Regions from separate parts of the Sus scrofa genome. Here region 2 is linked to region 1. A link is a contact called in public Hi-C data. All regions are on one chromosome and are shown on one strand. Each heading gives the region's core, a stretch centred on a gene start, on an enhancer-like site or on the middle of the called end of the contact. The rest is flanking DNA. Distances are from core to core; before and after follow the strand shown. Region 1 holds the start of ATP13A2 (probable cation-transporting ATPase 13A2). Region 2 holds the start of SDHB (succinate dehydrogenase complex iron sulfur subunit B).

Evidence for each region. A called contact is a pair of places that touch in the nucleus more often than the background predicts.
Region 2: a Hi-C map of skeletal muscle shows a contact between it and region 1, with 8 times the contacts expected there. The contact joins the promoter of SDHB here to the promoter of ATP13A2 in region 1. A contact is called at or near these places in 1 of 5 promoter capture datasets (liver), 8 of 47 Hi-C or Micro-C datasets (embryonic fibroblasts, epiblast stem cells, heart right ventricle and 2 more) and 2 of 2 datasets of contacts at active chromatin or transcription factors (alveolar macrophages and skeletal muscle).

What each region holds. Positions count from the first base shown.
Region 1 is chr6:75,635,300-75,642,971 of Sscrofa11.1, reverse strand. ATP13A2 (probable cation-transporting ATPase 13A2) reads left to right here and starts at 4,381. Exons shown (of 29, transcript XM_005665049.3): 1 at 4,381-4,600. The coding sequence starts at 4,591.
Region 2 is chr6:75,673,874-75,681,545 of Sscrofa11.1, reverse strand. It overlaps SDHB (succinate dehydrogenase complex iron sulfur subunit B), which reads left to right and starts at 3,435. Exons shown (of 8, transcript NM_001104953.1): 1 at 3,435-3,506. The coding sequence starts at 3,435.

The DNA.
Region 1 (7,672 bases), core at 3,132-5,631:
GGAGGAGTGCCACTGACCCCTGACCCTCAAATTCTCTTCCAGCCTCCTCCTTGCCCAGGAAACCAGCTGAAACTCCACTTTATGTGTCTAGACAGCCATGATCTTGTCATGGGGTTTGTCACTAGGTGAGAAAGTCCCTTTTGTTGCAAAAATCTAGAGAAACTGGAGGAATTGAGAAGTTTGGCAATGCTCTAGAATAAACCAGTCCAAATCAGTGAATTCTTAAGCTGTTTGACACATGGGCTATTACCCTAAACCTGGGATTGCCTCTTGGTGGGTATTGAGACAAAAGACACAACCAAGCCAAAGTTCCTGGAATAAGGACGAATGTATTCTCTGCAGCAAGTAAGAACAGCACCTGGGATCTGTCCCAAAGTAGCATCTCCCAGCAGCAAAACTGGGGAAGTTTTAATCTAAAGGTACACATACATCCAAAAAGGGGCGTTGGCAGTGGGCAGAGTACAAGCTTTAGTTGATGATACAAGGGTCAGAAAAGGTCAATGTCATGACCGCTTAGGTTTCTGCTGATCTAGTGGTTGAGCCTTCAGGCTAATATTTACCACTGAAACAATTGGGAGTCTTTACTGATATATTATCTTTGCTACTGTTATTTCGCTTGCCAGATAACAATTTTTTTTTTTTTTCATTTTAGGGCCAAACCTGCAGCATATGGAAGTTCTCAGGCTAAGGATCAAATAGGAGCAGCAGCTGCAGGTCTGCGCCACAACCACAGCAACGATGGATCCAAGCCACATCTGCGACCTACGTTACAGCTCTTGGCAATGCTGGATTCTTAACTCACTGAGACACTGGCTGGTCCAGGGATCGAACCAGCATTCTCACAGACACTATGTCAGGTTCTTAACCCACTGAGCCACAATGGGAACCCCAACAATTTGTTCTTTTGTTCCCTTAAGATCATTAATTACTGAGACCTGTTCTAGGGCAAGCCTTGCAACTAGGCTTAGATTACGAAATGTCTTAGACCAAAAATGGCTTCTCTCTCTCTCTCTCTCTCTCTTTTTTTTTTTTTTTTTTTTTTTGTCTTTTTGTCTTTTCTAGGGCTGCACCTGCAGCATATGGAGGTTCCCAGGCTAGGGGTTGAATCAGAGCTATAGCCGCTGGCCTACCCCAGAGCCACAGCGACCCGGGATCCGAGCCGCGTCTGCAACCTACACCAGAGCTCACGGCAACACAGGATCCTTAACCCACTGAGCAAGATCAGGGATCGAACCTGCAACCTCATGATTCCTAGTCGGTTTCATTAACCACTGAGCCACGATGGGAACTCCCAAAAATGGCTTCTCTTAAGTCAAGAAAGCCATACCTGGTTTTCTTTCTCTGGCCACCCCCACCCCCAATCCCATCTGGTTTCAGGACCAGGCAGATCATGTCCTTCCTGAGGGCCCCAAGGGAGCAGCAGCCCCAGAAGGGAATATCTCCCATGGGCCCAGCCCACAGATGAGTGCAGCCCAGCCCACAGACCACCCAGAAGACCACAGTGAGAGCCGCTTCCCTAAAGGGAACCCTGGGCAGATGCAGAGCCTCCCACATCCTCTGTGGTTTGAAAGGAAGCTTCCTCTGGCCTCCTGCCCATGAAGACCATGGACCAAGCAGCAGGTGCAGCTCCTTCCCCGAGGAGTCTCCAAGGAGTCTCTTAAATGCCACGTTGCAACAGGAAGAATGACAAAGCAGTCATGCGATGCAGTCCCTAAGGTCCCACTTTTATGAAGCTTCTAGCCCAGTGCCAGGATCTCAAAAAAGCAGCCGGCATCTACCAAATTCCTGCCACCTCACTTCATCCTCCCAACAGCTTTCATTTTACAGATGAGGAGAGAGGCTCAGAGAGGGAAAGTGAATTTTTTTAGCTCACCCAGCAAAAAAGCAACTGATGTACATCCAGGCCCAGGTCTCCCTGGTGCTGGAGCCCAGCCCCGTGCCACTGTACTACACTGCCTCTTGGGAAGGTCATCTAGAGCAAACCAGTTATGCAAACTTAGCCATCCTGTTTACCACTGAAATTGGGGCTCCCCTGGTAAGTGTTCTGCCAGGCATCCGGCTAAGCCCTGGGGGAGGAGATGTGGGCTCTGAGAAGTTAAGTAGCTGCTCCCACTGGGGTATCTGCAGGTGAAGCAGGTCCTCTCACCCCATCCCCCGGGTGGTCAACCTGCTGCACTGGCAGCCTACCCCAGCTGAGCAAATGGCCCCCCACCTGCTCAGACCAAACCCCCAGGGGAAGGGCATCTTTGATTCCATCCCTGAATCTCTACATCCCCTCCATCAACAAGTCCTGGCAATACTTACTCCTTTATCAAATGTATGTATTGAGTTCTTGGTCCAGGCCTTCCCTGCTTCCCTTCCGAGTCTCCTCTCCACCATTACTCTCCATCGCAGCTCTGTCTCCTTCCAGCCCTTTCCACCATAGGTTGTTCCCACACATTGCTTTGGGGTTTTCCTCTGCTTACCTTGGCTGCTCCCCATGTCTCTGTTCACCCTCCTAGAACAGCACCTGGCACTGCATAAATCAGCCTGATACATGATGATGGATCAGGCCACCTATCCTTGGCCCTAATGTGATCCTTCTTGGGTTTGCCCCAGAGTCTCCCCAGGCTCTCTGATCCTTTGGAGATCCTAGTCCAGAAGCCATCCACCCCAGGGTCAAGGGATGCCATGTCTGTACCTGTCACTATGGGGCAATGCCATGTGCCCTGCAGGGGCCTTCTTGTTTCCCACCTGTGCAGGTGTGTCTATGGTCATGCTATGAGGCTTCTGAAATCGGGTCATGCCTCTGCTATTTCTCTGGCTTTTTTTTTTTTTTTGTCTTTTTAGGGCCATACCTGCAGTATATGGAGGTTCCCAGGCTAGGGGTCAAATAGGAGCTGCAGCTGCCGGCCACAGCCACAGCAATGCCAGGTCCCAGCTATATCTGCAACCCACGCTGAAGCCCAAGGCAATGCCAGATCCTTAACCCACTGAGCGAAGCCAAAGATCGAAGCCTCAGCCTCATGGATACTAGTTAGGTTCTTAACCCACTGAACCACAATGGGAACTCCTTCTCTGGCATTTGAGAGGCTTTTTTTTTTTTTTTTTGTCTTTTTGCCTTTTCTGGGGCTGCTCCCATGGCATATGGAGGTTCCCATTCTAGGGGTCTAATTGGAGCAATAGCCACCGGTCTACGCCAGAGCCACAGCAACGTGGGATCCTTACCCCACTGAGCAAAGACAGGGATCAAACCCGCAACCTCATGCTTCCTAGTCGGATTCGGTAACCACTGAGCCACGATGGGAACTCCTTGAGAGGCCTTTTGTACATCACTGCAGAGCCTCCCCAGGTCCATGCATATCTCTGTGAGTCTCTGGGCAGAAATGTCTTCTTTCTTTAATATTTATCCAGCAGAACCAGCACTGTCCCTAGTGCTCTACATGCTTTTTCTCACATAAGCCTCATAATAATCAAGCAGGGATTGCTAATGTCATCATCCTCCTATAGGTTAAGAAATGAAACCCAGAGGAGTTCCCTTTGTGGCTCAGTGGAAATGAATCCGACTTGTATCCATGAGAATGCGGGTTCCATCCCTGGCCTCCCTCAGTGGGTTAAGGATCCAGCATTGCCATGAGCTGCTGATGCCAATCGGATCCCATGTTGCTGTGGCTGTGGTGTAGGCCAGAGGCTATAGCTCCGATTCGATCCCTAGCCTGGGAATTTCCATATGCCTCTAGTGTGCCCCTCCCAAAAGAAAAAAGAAAAAAAAGAAATGAGGCCCAGAGAGGTTAAGTGACTTGCCCAAGGTCCCAGAGCCTAGAAGAGATGGAGGCCAGCTTGAATCAGCAGGCATCATCCTCAACCACTATAATATGCAGCCGGGGCTGACTCCATGTGTGGAGAGTGTGACGGTGGAGGTGGGTGTGTGTGTTACACCTGTGTTTTAAGTGTCACACTACTGGGTGTGCTCTGTCTCTAAGTATCACCTCTGTGCGTTGTGTCTGTGTCTTGAGAGTCTAGCCTTTGTGTGTGCCTCTGAGGTTGTTGTGTACCTGTGTGTTTGTGTACCAAAGTTGTCCTGTTTCCCTGAGACAATTCTGCGTGTCTGAGAATTGTCGTGTCTGTTTCTCTGTGTCACAACTCTGTAGTCAGCCTGTGTGGGGCGGGAGAGGTGGGTGTACTTGTGTTTGTGCATCTGAGGGCTATTTCTGAGTGTGTGTCTGTGTGTTCATTCGTGTCTGCGGATTGTCCTGTCGGAGTCCCTCAATGTCCCTTCTCTGTCTATGCGTCTGTCCCAGGGCTGTCGTTATCTCTCAGTCCCTGCCTGCGGCTTGGCGGGAGGAGGGAGCGTGGCGGGGGGGGCTCGGACTACAAGTCCCGGCAGCCCAGGCGGCGCGCGGGCGGACTTGGGGCCGCAGAGGGCGGGGCGGGGCTTGGCTGCGCTCAGATCTCGACTGCGGCACCTCGGCGGCCGCGTCAGCCACTCGGCTCTGCAGGTTCCCTGGCCGCCCAGCCGCGCAGCGCCCTGCGCCCCCCCGGCCTTCCGCCTTGGTCCCCATCGCGGGGCGTCGCGACGCCTGGGCCCGGCGATGAGCGCGAGGAGCCACCATGAGCGCAGGTGAGTGCGCAGCCCCTGCAGACAGGAAACCGGGGGGCGCGGTCCCCAGGCCGCGCGTCGTCGCACCTGGCGTGGGTAGACACCCCCACTGCGCGGTTGCTGGCCGAGGAGCGATCCCGGGGGTATCACTGCGCCCGTGCCCTCCCCCCTTCCAGAGAGGCTAAGAGCCGGGGATGGCGCTGCGCAGAGCCTTGGACGAGGAAGCTCCTGGCGCCTTGCAAGGGGCCGGGGGTGGGGGTGGGGGTGTCGGTGGCCGGGCACGCAGAGATGCCTCCCTCCCACTGGACGCCCTCCCGCACTGACGTCCAGGTTGGGGAAGAGGCGCGGAGGCCTCTGCATCCGGGTCCTCGGAGCAGTTGTTCCTCTTGGCTGAATGAATGAATGGGGTTGGAGAAGCCAAGGCTCCCCGAGTCCCTGGATGGGAGTGCCCCGGAGCCCAAATGCCACCCCTGAACTCCTGCCTCAGGCCCCCAGCTCCAAGACCACACCCTCCATATTACCTATTCCAGGTCCACCCTTTCCGGAGCTAATTTAAATCCCACCTGCTGCAAATGAGGCCAATAGACCTCTCCTATCCAGAAGGGTCTCATTTCCATGTGGGTTGCTCAGAGCCCAGACCTCAGCCAAGAGCCACCAATGCTGGAGCATCCTCTCCACAGCTGCAGACCCTTCAGGCCTCTCCCTCCAGATCTCCCACCTTACCCCCCCACAGCACCACTCCCACTAATCAAAATCTAGAGTGAACCTGGCTGAGGGAGGGGAAGTACTGAGGAAATAGTCCAGATCCAAAGATTCACAGAGCTCCTGGCAGATTGTCCCTCTTGCTCCTAGCCCAGCAGAGGAGAGGAGCTTCTGGCCACAAGGGAAACACAGCAGGGGGAGGCGGCAGTGCTGCCCTGAGCCACTGCCAGGTCACCAGCAGGAAACCCGTGCTTCCGCAGGAAACAAGAGGTTCCCAAATGGTTTGACTCCAGCCCCTCTGTTCTGCAGCGCCAGTGGCATTGCCCCTAGGGCCGTGGAGTCAGACTAGGTTCAAGTCCAGTCTTGACCACTCAGAGCTGTGTGACTTGAGACAGGTTAACCTCTCTGTGCTTTGTTTTAAATGGGGATCCTGGAGTTCCCACTGTGGCTCAGCAGTAACAAAGCCAACTAGGATCTATGAGGACGCAGATTCAATCCCTGGCCCCACTCAGTGCGTTAAGGATCCGGCATTGCCATGAGCTGCGGTGTGGGTCGCACATGCGGCTCAGATCTGGCATTGCTGTGGCTGTGGTGCAGGCCGGCAGCTGCAGCTCCAATTCGATCCCCTAGCCTGGGAACATCCATATGCCATGGGTGCGACTCTAAAAAGCAAAAAGGCAAAAATATATGGGGATCATCATCCATACTTTCTACGAGGTGGCTGTGAGGATGAACGAAGAGGGATGTGTTCATTCAGACCCACTTTTTTCCAGCTTCTCCCCTTTGAAGCTGTGTGACGCTGTGTTCCTCAATTTCCCCAGCTGTAAAATGGGATGATACTAGTCCCTGAAGGGTTATGTGTGAAGATCAGCCCTTGTTGTTCAAAAGAGTCATACAGTCATTGCGAAAGCTTCCTCATCCCAAGCAGCTGGCCTGAGCCGGCTTCAGGAGAGATCAGACGCTGGCCTGACCTTCCTGTGCCATCCTGGAGGAGACTGAGATGCCAATTGAGATAAACAAGCATTTCCGAGTGTTTTTTTGTTCTTTGTGTTTTCTCTTCTTCCTTTTTGACCACGCTGCAGCATATGGAGTTCCTGGGCCAGGGACCAGATCCGAGCCAGAGTTGCGTCCTAGGCTGCAGCTGTGGCATTGCCAGATCTTTTAACCCGCTGTGCCGGGCCAGGGATCAAACCTGTATCCTGGTGCTGCCGGGACGCTGCCCATCCTGTTGTGCCACAGCAGGAACTTCCCGAGTGTTCTGACAGGTGTTCTGCAAGAGCGTACCCTGGGCTTGACCTTGGGGATACCAGAGGGTTCCCCAGATGTGACTTCCTCCTTCGAGCTCCCTTCCCTCTTCCCCAGGCTGACTGGTAGAGCATTGTCATGAAGCGATGGGTGTGTGTGAGGCACAAGAAAGAACTCCCAGAGGGAGCATTTTGTGTAGATCCTGGAGAAGCCAGCCAGTGATGGACTCGGGTGGGGCCTTTGAAGAAGCAGCTCCTCCCTGTGCCCCTCACAGCTGAGCCAGGGCAGGAGCGAACGCAGTGACTCCCAGCGCCGTGGCTTCCACACTCTGTAATACCAGCAAGGTGTACGGGCTTTCATTCACTCGTTCATTCATTCAGTAAAGGGTTCCTGAGTCCCAGCCCCATTCCAGGCACTCTGAACAGGAGGGTGATGACACATGTGCCAGTCTGATGTGATGGTGTCAGCGGATGGGGCTCAGGTGGGCAGAGAGCACTTTGGAGGAAGGCCCTTTCCAGCTGCGAGACAAATTGACAGGCAGACTGCCTCTCCCGAGGCTCAGGTCTCTCTGTAAGATGGGATGCGTTGCGTGATGGTCGTGGGAGCAAATCAGATCAGTGGGCGCAAAGGGACCTGCCCAGGCTTGGCTGGACATGCTGCCAGGGCCGGCTGCTGGTCTGAGGGTTTTAAGGCAGAGGGAGGAGCTGTTGAGTACACACAGGGGCCCAGTGGCACAGCGGTGGGTTTTCAGACAGGGTGATGGTAACGTGGAGGGGAGCCTGAGAAATGGGTCAGAGCAGAAGCCACATCTCTTTGGCAGGGAGCCAGCAACCGCCCATCTGCAGAGGCCCATGCCTCAGGAACTGCAAACCCCGCGTGTGCCAGCTGCTTGGGCATTATGACCCTAGAGATGGGAAACAGAAGCCCAGCGAGGCTAAGGCCCTTGGCAGAGAGCCAGGAGCACAGTTACTGATGGAGATGACGGCGGGGACGGTGGCAGTGTTGTTAAGAGCGTGGGCCCTGCAGCCACACTGCCGGCATCCACGTCCCACAGGCTCTGTGGCCTTTGGGCAACTTACTTCACCTCTCTGTGCCTCGATTTCCTAATCTAAAGTGGGGATAAAAGTAGGCAGGACACACTGCATA
Region 2 (7,672 bases), core at 2,186-4,685, 40 kb before region 1:
CTCACCACTCACCAATCAGGAAAATGTCCAAGAGCTGGACATGCCCTGCTCCTCAAACACTGGAAGACTTCTCACTATCCCCTCTAAGTGGGGGCCACAGTCCTTGAGGGGCTAGCCTGCTGTGTTCCCCTCTTTGCCTGGCAATTAAAGCTAATTTTTCTGTTTCCTCCAACTCTGTCTCTCCGTTTCTAATTGGCTTCAGTGTGCAGCAGCAGGCGACATTTCGGCAATACAAGTGACCTGAGCCCTGTCACCAGTTACCCCCAAGGCAGCCAGATGAATCACAAAATCTTTTTTGTTGTTGTTCTTTTTACAGCCACACCTGCAGCATATGGAAGGTCCCAGGTTAGGGGTTGAATTGGAGCTGCAGCTGCTGGCCTACACCACAGCCACAGCAAAATGAGAGTCAAGCTGCATCTGCAACATACGCCTCAATAATGGATCCTTAACCTACTGAGCAAGACTGGGGATCAAACTCCCATCCTCACAGAGACAACATTCGTTCTTAACCTGATGAGCCACCACAGGAACTCCACAAAATCTTTTTTTTTTTTTTCTTTTTGGCCACACCCACTGCATTTGAAGTTCCTGGGCCAAGGATTAAACCTGGGCCACAGCAGTGACAATGCCAGATCCTCCACCCACTAGGCCACCTGGAAACTCCTCACAGAATCTTAAATCAGCTGATTTTAATACCCTGATTTTACAGACAAGGGAACTAAAGACCAGAGATGGGGAGGGACTAGTCCAAGGTCACACAGCCTCAAGGGGAAGATTCAAGGTTAGGCCCAGAGGTCCTGGTTGTTTCCTGTGGCCTCACTATATACCTCCTCTGAGGCCACATGGCAGCTCTGGTCCAGGACTCCAGAAACTTAGCCCCATCCACCAATTCAGCTGGCCATCTTAATTTCTCCAGGAGCATCTAAATTATATGGGTGTGTTGGAGTTCCCGTCGTGGCGCAGTGGTTAACAAATCCGACTAGGAACCATGAGGTTGCGGGTTCGGTCCCTGCCCTTGCTCAGTGGGTAAACGATCCAGCGTTGCCGTGAGCTGTGGTGTAGGTTGCAGACGCGGCTCGGATCCAGCGTTGCTATGGCTCTGGCGTAGGCTGGCGGCCACAGCTCCAATTAGACCCCTAGCCTGGGAACCTCCATATGCTGCAGGAGCGGCCCAAGAAATAGCAAAAAGACAAAAAAAAAAAAAAAAAAAATTATATGGGTGTGGAAGCCAAAGACTATACAAAGGTGCTTTTCACAGGGTAGGGGAGGAGTTCTGTCATGGCAGAGTGGAAATGAATCTGACTGGAACCATGAGGTCGTGGATTCAATCCTGGCCTTGCTCAGTGGATTAAGGATCTGGCATTACTGTGAGCTGTGGTGTAGGTCACAGACGTGGCTCAGATCTGGCATTGCTGTGGCTGTGGTGTAGGCCGGCAGCTGTAGCTCCGATTTGACCCCTAGCCTGGGAACCTTCATATGCCGCAAGTGCAACCCAAAAAAGGCAAAAAAAAAAAAAAAAAGCAAGGGTAGGGGATTAAGAAGTACAAACTACTCCGTAAAATAAATAAACTGCAAAGATATAGAGTACAACACAGGAAATATACCCAATATTTTATAATAACTATAAATGGAACATAATCTTTAACACCTGAAACATAATATTGTACATCAACTACAACCTCAATTCTTTTATTTATTTATTTTTTGATCTTTCTGCCTTTTCTAGGGCTGCTCCCGCAGCATAGGGAAGTACCCAGGCTAGGGGTCTAATTGGAGCTGTAGCCAGCCTACGCCAGAGCCACAGCAACACAGGATCCCAGCCACGTCTGTGACCTACACCACAGCTCACGGCAACACCAGATCCCAGGCCCACCGAGCAAGGCCAGGGATGGAACCTGCAACCTCATGGCTCCTAGTCGGATTCGTTAACCACTGCACCACGACGGGAACTCCTAACCTCAATTCTTTTAAAAGGTGACTTTTATATGTCGAAAACAAGTGGGCAGGAATTCCCTCCGTGGCTCATGGGGATTGGCAGCATCTCTGGAGTCCTGGGACACAGGTTCAATCCCCAGCCCGGCACAGTGGGTTAAGGATCCAGCACTGCTGCAGCGTAGGTCACGTCTGTGGCTCAAATCTGATCCTTGGCCAGGGATGCTATGGGGAGGCCTAAAAAACAAAAACAAAAACAAAACAAAAGCAAGTGGGCCAAGAAGGGAAAACATCATCCTGGGAGATACAGGGAACTGCAAAGTTAGCTAACTACATAAACTGCCAGAGCTGACTGAAGAGACTGAGACAGGAAGGACAAAAGCCACACCTGCCCAGGTAATTGAGTTCCCAGAGTGAGGTGGGCTCTGAGATAACCCATGCAGAGGTCTGGATAAAGCAGCTGATATGACTGAAATAGAAAGTTAAGGAGCTTCTGTCATGGCTCAGTAGTTAACAAATCCAATAAGGAACCATGAGGTTGTGGGTTCGATCCCTGGCCTTGCTCAGTAGGTTGAAGATCCCGCGTTGCCGTGAGCTGTGGTGTAGGTTGCAGATGCGGCTCAGACCCCTAGCTTGGGAACCTCCACATGCCGCGGGTGCGGCCCTAAAACAGGCAAAGTCAAAAAAGAAAAAAAAGAAAGAAGAAAAGTTAAAATACGCACACCTCTTTCATAAAAAGACTGCTTTGAGTATTAAGATGAATCATAATGCTTGGCACATAGTAGGTGTTCAAGAAATGGTTTCTAACGCTAACTGACTGATTGAGCCATCCTGGGTTCCCTTCTCGCTCCTCTTTTACAGAACAGAACTTACCGTATTACAATTGTCTGGTAAGTTTGGTGAGGGCGGCACCGGTGCCCGGCTTGCTCACGCACTGTAGTACCCAGCACCTGGCACATAGTGGTGCTCCATACGTATTTTTGAATGAATGACACCTTTGCCCTTGATCGTTGAAGTCCCCTCGGACTCCAACATTCCTGATTTGCCCCGGACTGAGGGGTTTCTTGGGAGGCAGCAGTGCTGAAACCCGGTCAGTCTCGGGCAAACCGCAGTTGAGTGACATGATAGATAAATTTTCAGGAAGAAAGGGGTTAAAAATCGGGAGAGGACGAAGATCGAATGGCTCCGCCCACTTAGGCTGTAGCCCCACCCCTTACCACGGCCCTCCCTCCCTGGCTCCGCCCCTTCCTCTGGGAAGGTCACCTTCGAACGCGGGAGACTAAGTGGGCATGCGTCCGGCCCACGGCAACTACGCCCGTTCTTGCAGGCTTTCTCCGCCTTCCCTCCACCCACTCGGGAAACCGGAAGCCACCTCCCACTCGGTGGTTCTGAGCAGCTAGCGGGTCCTCGGTGGACGCTGGCTCGGCGCCGCGGTGCTCGGTGGGACAGCGGCGGAGAGTGCCCTCGGGGTGAAGGGGTGGGGCTCGACGTCAGAAACCAAAATGGCGGCGGTGGTCGCGGTCTCCTTGAAACGCTGGTTCCCGGCCACAACCCTTGGCGGAGCCTGCCTGCAGGTGAGCACCCGCCCCGGGCGGAGGGGGCGAGCCAGGCATGAAGGTCACGGAGACGGCTTGCAGTGGGGAGGGCAGCGGAAGGGCTGAGGGAGCACAGGGCCAGGCCTCGAGGAGGACAACCCGCTCCCACCCGCGCAGTGCTCTAACTCTGGTCGGGAGCGTTCCTGCCGGTTATCTTTCTGCACCTTTCTGCAGCCCGTGAATTGGTCAGGGCGGAGAGGGTTTTTTAGACACAAGAAAGAGAAGTTCGGAGAGGGAACTGGAATTGCCCAAGGTCACATGGCGAGCGAGTGTCTGTTGGGAAGCATAATTCGAATCCGACCATTTGGCCTCCGAGCCCTTTTTCTGACTCCTTTGGGAAAGACAGACCTGCCGGAGCGCTAAGGATAAAACTGGGAGGCGAGGTCACTCCTCCAGGGTGCTCAGTAAAGAGGGAAAGGGCGGGTGAATTGTTGGGGCCAAGGGAACAGAAAAATGGAAGGTAATCCGCTTGATGCCCTGAGGATATGAGTCTTCGTAAAGCAGAGTCATCCGCTCTGAATCTCTACCTGTAAAGGGCGTACCGACCTTATCGAGCTTGGCACTGCTCTTATTTACGTTCTTCAGGGTGCATCCCTTGAGTTGTCAGGAAGCTACACACTTGTGATCTGCATTCAAAATGGGAGGAAGGGAAATTGCCATCGCAATTTGTGTATGTAAATCCCTTTCAAATCTTTTTCGTCCTTTGGGCTCCTGAAAAAACCCTGTAAGATGGACAAGCAGGAATTCTTACCTCCATTTTAGAGTTTGGAAAACTGAGGCCTCAGAAAGTGGTGTTTTGGGTTTTTTTGTGTTTGTTTTTTTACTTGTTCAAAATATCACAGCCAAGAATGGGTTGATCCAGGACCAGACCCCAGTGTTTTGATCTTTGTATGTGAAAAACTCCTAGCATAGATCTGCCCACAATAGAGGTACAAGAATTATGAATTCCCCTCCTCTTCCTGCACCTCCATGAGAACATATTCGCTGGCATATGGCCAGTCTTCTAACACCAGCTCTTTGCAATATGCTCTATGTGAACTCAGACAGGTCATCTCGCAGCCTTCTGAGAAGTAGGGCTGGGGATGAAAACTGCCTACCAGCATCTTAAGCTGAGCGTTAAATTGGTGATTGATAATGACCTTGTTTACAGCTCTTTTATACTTGCTGAGCAAGCAGTTAGGTTGTGAGAGTCCCACCAATGAGAGTGCATTCTGAAGCTCAGGTCCCTCCTCCAAGAATGAATTACAGAGAAAGTTGGTTTCATAGGTCAGTGTTGTAATTCCAGGTGAAGCCACTGTAGGGCCTCCTGAGGGCAAAGAAAATAAATTACACTCACACCCCCGTGTAGGAAAATATATTCACATCCATAAATAGTGACATCATCATAATCCACCTGAATAGAATCCGTAATGAGCTTGGTGTACTACTTTCGGGTATACTCTGGTTCCTAAGAGTCTAGGACACAGTGGGAGATCTCTTCTGAATTCCTCATGCTTTTGTTTGTACCACTGAACCACAGTTCTGCCTGTGAGTATTGAACTGTAGTGTATTAACTGTTGTTTATGTTGCCTCATTTCTTCCTCTAGACTGTGTACTCCCCAAGGGCAAATACCACAGACTTTCAGTTGTGTGTCTCATTGCCTCTAGAGCTGACGGGGCTTGCTATACCCATCTGCCAATTAGAATAATGCAAGAACAGGAGTTCCCGTCGTGGCGCAGTGGGAACAAATCCCGACTAGGAACCATGAGGTTGCAGGTTCAATCTCTGGCCTCGCTCAGTGGGTTAAGGATCTGGCATTGCTGTGAGCTGTGATGTAGATCGCAAACGCAGCTTGGATCCTGCATGGCTATGGCTGTGGCCCAACTGTAGCTCCTCCTAGCCTGGAAACCTCCATATGTCCCAGGTGCAGCCCTAAAAAGAAAAAAAAAAAAAAAAAGAATAATGCAAGAATGGATATGGTTGCCAATGTGGAAGAGCAGAAATTATTTTCTGAGCAATGCCAGAAACTTGGCCCTCCTGTTAATCCTATGAGGTAGATTTTAATACCCACTACTTTCTTACAAAAGGAAACAAAGTCAGAAAAAGTTAAGTAATTTGCCAAAGAACGTCCAGCTACTAAGTTTTAAATCTTGGCTTTGGACCACCACCATTCACACCTTTCGGAAACTGTCTCTCTCTGGTGAGACCTCCCTGCCTTTTTCCTCTCCATTTCCACATCTTTCCCGCCTATCTCTGAATCTGTATCTGCACCGTCGAATTCAAGCTCCCAGCCTGCTCCCAAGGAAGCTCTCCTTAAATAACACGCTGCCTTCAGTGTAATCCAGAATTCACCCTTCTCATCCTCAGTCTGGTTTCAGTCCAGTTGTTGATATCTCGCTTCTTGCCTTCAATTATAAACTGTGCATTTCAGGAGTTCCCATTGTGGCTCAGGGGAAACGAATCTGACTAGGAACCATGAGATCGTGCATTCAATCTCTGGCCTCGCTCAGTTAGCCACGAGCTGTGGTGTAGATTGCAGATGCGGCTCGGATCCTGCGTTGCTGTGGCTGTAGCATAGGCTGACAGCTGTAACTCCGATTTGACCCCTAGCCTGGGAACCTCCATATGCTGAGGGTGCGGCCTTAAAAAGCAAAAGTGAAAAATAAACTATGCCTTTCAGCTTATCCACGATTTCTTACAAAGGTACACTCAGCCTTGAACTCTCATTTGTTTGTAGATTGAGGTAGAAATGCTTTTGACAAACCCTCTTCTTTGGGTTTGTCGTATAAATTGCCCAGCTAGGCTACAACGAAGAAAAAACTCAAAATTTTTGTCCACCTCCTGCTTCTGCCTGTATATTCTCCTTTGCTGCCTGTGTTGTGGGAGAAGTGGCGGCACTGCTCTGGCTCCTCTCCTCTCGTGCTCTCCATCCTGTCACCTGTTCAGAGGTGGCTGTCCAGGACTTCTCCCCTCACCCTGCATTACCAGCTTTGCTGCTCTATCACAGCAGCAGCAGCACACAAACACGCTATAGTTTCTTCCATCTTAAAAAAACGTATCCTGGGAGTTCCTGTCGTGGCACAGTGGTTAACGAATCCGACTAGGAACCATGAGGTTGCGGGTTCGATCCCTGCCCTTGCTCAATGGGTTAAGGATCTGGCGTTGCCGTGAGCTGTGGTGTAGGTTGCAGACGTGGCTCGGATCCCGAATTGCTATGGCTCTGGTGTAGGCCTACAGCTACAGCTCTAATTAGACCCCTAGCCTGGGAACCTCTCATATGCCGAAGGAGTGGCCCAAGAAATGGCCAAAAAAAAAAAAAAAAAAGACAAAAAAAACAAACCAAAAAAACATATCCAGCCACTGTCCCAGTTCTCCACTCTCCTTTATAGAAAAACTTCTCCAGAGGTGTCTCAACTCCCTGACTACAATTCATTTACCCCTGTTTTCTCATGAACCTGTTCCAGTCGGACCTTTCACCCTTACCACTTCACGGAAAGTACTTGTGCCAGGGCCGCCAGTGACCTTGGCTTTGTTAAATCCGACGTCAGTTCTCATGATACTTTGCTCCCTAAATCATAGTGTGCACTCCCTCCTTAAAACACTTTGTGGCCTGAGCCCCAGGACATGGCAGGTTTCAAGGTTTCTGCCTCGCCCACTGGCCAATCTTTCTGTCTCCCTTTGCTTGTCTCTCCACATCACCCCAAACTCCATAAATACTGGGACTCCGTCCCTAGGCCTCATCTTTATAGACACTCCTTTGGGCTTTAGACACCTCCCAAATTTGTGTCTCCAGCCCAGACTTCACCCCACATCTCTAGACTCAGATGGCCACCCAACTATAGTCTCAAAATCTCCACATGGATATTTAATAAACTTTGATTGCCTGAAGACAGAACCCTGGCGCTCTCCCTGCCACACACTTTTCTCCTCCCATCTCAGCTGATGGCAGTTCAACTTCATGTGGCTTGTGACTTTTTTTTTTAGGGCCACACCCTTGGCATATGGACGTTCCCAGGCTAGGGATCAAATGGGAGCTACACCTGCCGGCCTACGCCACAGCCACGCCAGATTGGAACCGTATCTGTGACCTACACTGCAGTTCACAGCATCACCAGATCCTTAACCCACTGATTAAGGTCAGGGATCAAACCCACATCCTCATGGA